Linked DNA regions of Danio rerio: region 2 is linked to region 1. Evidence: chromatin contacts called from public HiCAR-type data. All regions are on one chromosome and are shown on one strand. The core of a region is the stretch at or near the end of the contact, and the rest is flanking DNA. Distances in the headings are between cores, read along the strand shown. Region 1 overlaps skida1 (SKI/DACH domain containing 1). Region 2 holds the start of bmi1a (bmi1 polycomb ring finger oncogene 1a).

Evidence for each region. HiCAR-type assays count read pairs that join an accessible place to other places.
Region 2: a HiCAR-type map of caudal fin shows a contact between it and region 1, with 6 times the contacts expected there. The contact joins the promoter of bmi1a here to the enhancer-like site in region 1. A contact is called at or near these places in 11 of 18 Hi-C or Micro-C datasets (caudal fin, embryo, gastrula embryo and 2 more) and 3 of 4 datasets of contacts at active chromatin or transcription factors (caudal fin, embryo and gastrula embryo).

What each region holds. Positions count from the first base shown.
Region 1 is chr24:20,997,871-21,000,667 of GRCz12tu, reverse strand. The region is part of intron 2 of skida1 (SKI/DACH domain containing 1); the gene reads left to right. Among named protein-coding and RNA genes, the nearest start is that of mllt10, 13 kb to the left of the region's middle. Within about 2 kb of position 1,462, at least 41 of the 62 cell types and tissues checked have an H3K27ac peak or open chromatin away from gene starts, as enhancers often do. A contact at or near this core is called in caudal fin, where this site is marked.
Region 2 is chr24:21,129,055-21,131,786 of GRCz12tu, reverse strand. It overlaps bmi1a (bmi1 polycomb ring finger oncogene 1a), which reads right to left and starts at 1,376. Exons shown (of 10, transcript NM_194366.1): 1 at 1,053-1,376. It overlaps commd3 (COMM domain containing 3), which reads right to left. Exons shown (of 8, transcript NM_001008734.2): 8 at 2,130-2,348. The coding sequence ends at 2,289.

The DNA of each region.
Region 1 (2,797 bases), core at 213-2,712:
ACTTAGTGATAGTTTTAGTGAAAGAATTAGTGACTAGTTTGTCTAAAGCGAAACAAAGCATTAATTCCAGTTCTACCATGACCACCTTTGATCGTCTTTTTTCCAGAAACACTTGTAAAAACAAGCACTGATCTAAAACAATCTCCCAAAACACTTGTTCATTGGGTGACGTGCGTCTTTCATAACACTGATGAAAAATTGTGCTGTGAGTCAGTAATATATTCCGCTTTTCAGCCAGACCTTCATAATTGACCATTCCAAACAGACCACACGTTAGAAGTTCACCGTTCAAACACATAAGCGGAGAGGTTTATTCACGGTAAATAAATACAACACTTGAGTAACCGCACAACGTAATCTTACACTTGATTTCATTGCAACGTGTATTTAAGTTGAGCATTTCTGTTAAAATGACCAGTTTGTTAGGGACATGTATAATTTAACCGATTCCAATAAAGTGCTCAAGCAAATGAATTTATTTTTTCCACATTTAAAACAGAACAGCCTTCCAAAAAAAAAAAAAAAAAATCACCTGTTCCTCCCTGGATGTCAGCAAACCAAATCGATTAACCATTTAACCCGTCGCACTTCGCCTGGCTCTTCAAAATCTTTAGATGCAGGTGGATTTGTTAATCAGAAAACAACAACGTTTTATTTGTCAAAAATTATCCGTATAAAAAAGAAAAGAAATCCCTAGCCTACAACTATTCTGAACTGCAGCCACATGGTCCAGTCGTTTCTCGCACAGCAGGCTACGACAGTATAGCCTTTATTCCGTTCGTTTCTTTTGGTCTGTATTGTTGGTCAATTTTTTTTTACATGTGAATTTCTGTTTAAAGCTTGGATGTATGTTTATGCATACATTAATGCCGAACGCGAATTGCTGTTAGGCATTTTCACAGCGGTGCGAAATATCAGCCAGAAATAATTCAAATCCTTGATATACCGACTAATGTTGGCACAAATCACTGCTTTAATAAAGCCTAAAGATGTGTCTTTGAACGGTGCAAAAGTAAAAAAACAACGAAAAAAGACCAATATGCTTGTTTCATTTCGCTGAAGCGTGTGTAGCATGCCATTTGTTGTATTTAACGATAATATTAATATTATTTAAGCTAATGTCGGCTTTTAACTTCCCTTTACCTATACAAAATTTGACTAAAGACGTCTTATACTGTAAACATGTAATATAGAACAGTTGTGGGAAAAGCCGATGCCGAAGAGACGAAATGGTTGGTGTAGCCAATGTGAGGGTGGGAATAAGCACGTAAAACAGTATACTTATACCTAAAAAAACTTTTCAGCCACTGCGTCGTGGGGTATACATGAACTGCGTGAACATAAATTATAAAAAACGGCCGTGGTCTCGACGTGTTTGAGTAAGAACAGAAGCGCAAGTGACAGTTCGTCTCGTCGAGCGCATCGTCATTACACGTGCATTTGGCGCCCTCGCTCGGGCAGGAACGTGTGGATATCTTTTCTCTTAAAGGGGAGGACAAAAGGATTTAAGGTGGAACGAACAAATCACACCAAGCGATCTTGACCCTGGCAAACAATGGTATAAATTAAATACTTACTGCTTAATAGGGTTATCTTTCTTTCCAAGGCAGATTAGATTTATTTTGATGTTGATAAAAAAAAATTGGGTTCATAAAATTGCGAAATAGCCTAGGCCTACAATTGATTTATTTGTTAACCATAAGGGATAAAAGTCAGTCCATTAGTCTATTTACGTGTATTGTTAGGCAAGGCCTAAAATTGGATACAAGTAAACGCTAGATGGTTTTACAGGAAAATTCCCTATAGCTGTATTTTTGTTTTATATAGCATAGAATAAATAACATAATTAGTATACTTCTAAAATGAAATTGTTGAGGAAATAACGGTGGTTTCTCTTTCGGCCTATGTTCGATTTTTAGTTTTTGAAAGATGCATAACTAAAAAAGTACGAAACAATTGCTATCTCATAGAAACTCAATGCTCTTCCATTATTCTATTAACGCATATGATTGGCCTATACGGCACGTGAAATATGTATATTTAAAACGCATAGAGAATTACCTTTATTGTAGGAGCAATATAATAGGCTATATATTTCTACAGAACAGTAATAAATAAGCAGTCTAAATAGCCTTGCAGGCCAATGGCCTGTCAGTAGGCGTTGTTTTAAGATGATTTTTAAAGTCGCTCCATAGGAATAGGAAAACTGAACCACAGCTCATTCAGAGGGAAGGACATCAAACTAATATGTAAAAAAAAAAAAAAAATATATATATATATATATATATATTTCCATTTGGACCTCAAAACTGTATTATAAAAGCTGCATGACAATGATTTAAAATGCATCTATTACTAAATATTCATCATATCTAGTAGGTGGTCAATAAAAATGCTGTAGACATATGAGCAACTTGGCTCGTCATTTACACAAGCTAGATGATGAGGCTTTACAGGCCTTAGTGAAACACGGTAAATCAACTGTTCCTACTGTGAATTAAACTAGTATGTTTAGCATTCAGAATAACTCCTACGTCTAAACGATTCAAAATATTTGACTTTTGACCCTATCGTAAATCCAAATAATATTCTACATGTTAGCCTATAATGTAGGCTATAATTAACAAATAAAATTGATTAAAAAAAATCTAATTTGCAGAAATGTATAAGAAATGCCAACCACTACAAGTTTTTTTCAGGTGATGAATGAGACTTTAACTAGATAAACATTGAATTTAAAACAACTATTTTTTTTACTCCACTAACATCTAGCCTAAGAAAAAAAATTAGGAGTTTC
Region 2 (2,732 bases), core at 127-2,626, 130 kb before region 1:
CAGTGTCATACGTTATAACCTATAATAAAAATAAATTGTTTACCAAATCTTGAGGGGGACAGCTGCAATTTCTAAAACAAGATATAGGCTAAACGCGTGATAGACTTATGTTTTTTTAAACAACAAAGGTCAAAGCGACAAAGTTCAGTTCTAAAAGATAAACTAAAAGATTACCCCTTGACATGCAGCGACAAAAAACAGCAAGGCTTCCACACATTAGCCTACATAAAAACAGGTGAAAACGAATAATTTAGCTCAAGTATAAATAAATGTATATAGCCATACACGTAAAAATATATATTTGAATGGTAAAGTGGCTTCAAAGTCCAACAGATATATCCTTAGATCCAAACAAATCTTGTAACCTACAATATAGGATGTCCAAACAGCAATTTAAGTCAGATGGATAAATTAAAGTAAACGCTGAAAAACGTTATATTCGTAAAATAAGTATATTGTTTAATGTGTTGTTTTGTCAACCACACATCGTCTGTGTAGTGAATGTTTGCTGTCAGCTACTGAATGCTTTGTCCTGTATATCCGACAACCTGGCATGTTTAGGTTACTGTGCAAATTTAAGTTAAAAAAACGCACAAATAGGCACAATTTAGCAAAACAACAAGTTTGATCACAAGTAAACATCATACAGATTGCATATCTATAAATTTAGATAACTAGTTAATGTTACGACAAACAGAAAATCCTTTAGAAACCTGCCTGACATAAACAGGCGACCCGTCTTTACCCGATTTCGCGTGCACGGTCAGGATTCATTAATAACTAAACCGTTTCTTCTAGCTAGAAACACCAAACAAACATCATGATGTCAATAACTGAATACCACACAACTCAAAAAGAGTCATTCGTGGACCCATTAAACAAAATTCTTAGATAAAATAACTCAAATCTGTAAGCACGCGGAGACACGGAGACAATGTTGCGTACGCGAGCCTGTCAGTTCCCGCATCCTAACGTACGTCTCCATTTTAAGCTCACAAAAACACTGAATTGGAATTAGACATATGTAAGGGGAGATATCGAAGAACATGTACCTTTCTGGACTGGAGTGAATAGTCGAGCCTGGTGCTGGTTAGACAATGAAAGTTATAAGTCGATCAGCAGAAAATGAATACGAGCCAAGCGGCCATCTTGAAAAGGGCTGCAGACGCTGTCAATTGCAATAAGAGAACGGTGGAGCAGGGCGCAGTACAATAATAAAAAATAGAAAAGGTCCTGTTGTCGATGTGCGTGCCTTGCTTTGTTGGAGAGACGTAACCGGTTTCGTATTTAGACCTCCCGCGTGTAAAACAGCCAGGCTGATGTGCGTTTTCTCCAGACTAGCGCCTTCAGTCTTCTCTTTGAAAAATGCTGCGCTGATGGTTCAGTGGAAACTGACACCGTCCCCAAAATGGCTTGTAGTTCGACCGCCCCGTGCATCACGTGATCTAATTCCTTAAGGGTGGCCTGGGAATATGTGTCGGTGTATTCAGCGCGGCTCTCGCTCAACAAATAACAAAGAATTGCTTTTCAAAGTCTGTTTGACCGTGGTCCAGCTCGTGTAAGGTTTACACAATAGGATAGGTTCTTGTAGGTCAGCTTAGAACCGTTTGCCACATGTCTACAAAATAAATAAAATCCGCTAACAGCGCTAAAAAAGAATGATTCAAAACATAGACATGATCAACTTACCGTAAGATTTTCTATTTATACACATCTGCATAATCTAAACTTGCAAATGCACCAAGGAAGTATTTAATTAATTAGCCGATGGCATGTTCAGACATTGCATGCGTTGCTGAATTAATTCACGGTGATGAATGTTGCAGAGAGCAGTACAGAAAAACATTGCGAACTCTCCCTCATACGACCGGGAGTCCCCTAGAAAATCCTGACTCTACAAATATGACTCAACGGTATCTATAGCATACTCGCAGTCTTTTCTGTTCTGTCCTTATACTCTCTCTCTCATATATATATATATATATATATATATATATATATATATATATATATATATATATATATATATATATATATATGCGCAACACATATTTACACTTTAATGCTAAAATATTGATTTCTTCTTAATTGCGTCAAAGAAATAAAGTCTAGCATACACAAAGACAGCCTTGCTTAAAAGTGATTTATTGTGGATTTTATGAAAATGACATTTTGGAAAAACAACCACAAACAAACAACCACAGCACCAGATAATATTAATCGATATGCAAGAACAACAGAACAAAAAGAAACCGGAAAGATGCGTTTGGTTAGACAACCTCCAGGAATCATGACTGTGTTGCTCTCTCGACACTTTTTGCGGCGTCCTTCATTTTTCCAACCAAATCCTGAACACAGTTCAAACAATCCAGTTTATTCACAAGCAAATACAAAATATAGAAAAATTGATTTTTACCAAGTCAATTGTTTTACATCTAAAAAAAGCAGTCAAACAGTTCATGCAACTATACTAGATAAAGCAAAGCCTAATATAAAAAAGATCAGTTGTTGACATCGTAAACCTCTGATGATCTATGAAAGTAAACAAAACTACACAAAATTAAATGAAAACTGGGCTTAATCAAAATTAAGAAGGTAGAAAATAGCCCAGTTTGACCGTGCATAAATAAGATTGTTGATTGCATATAGAACAATCAGTAAGTTAGGATTAAAAATCACTGTTTTATAATTTAATGTGAACTTAATGGCAACGTTTTATCAAATTTGCTAAA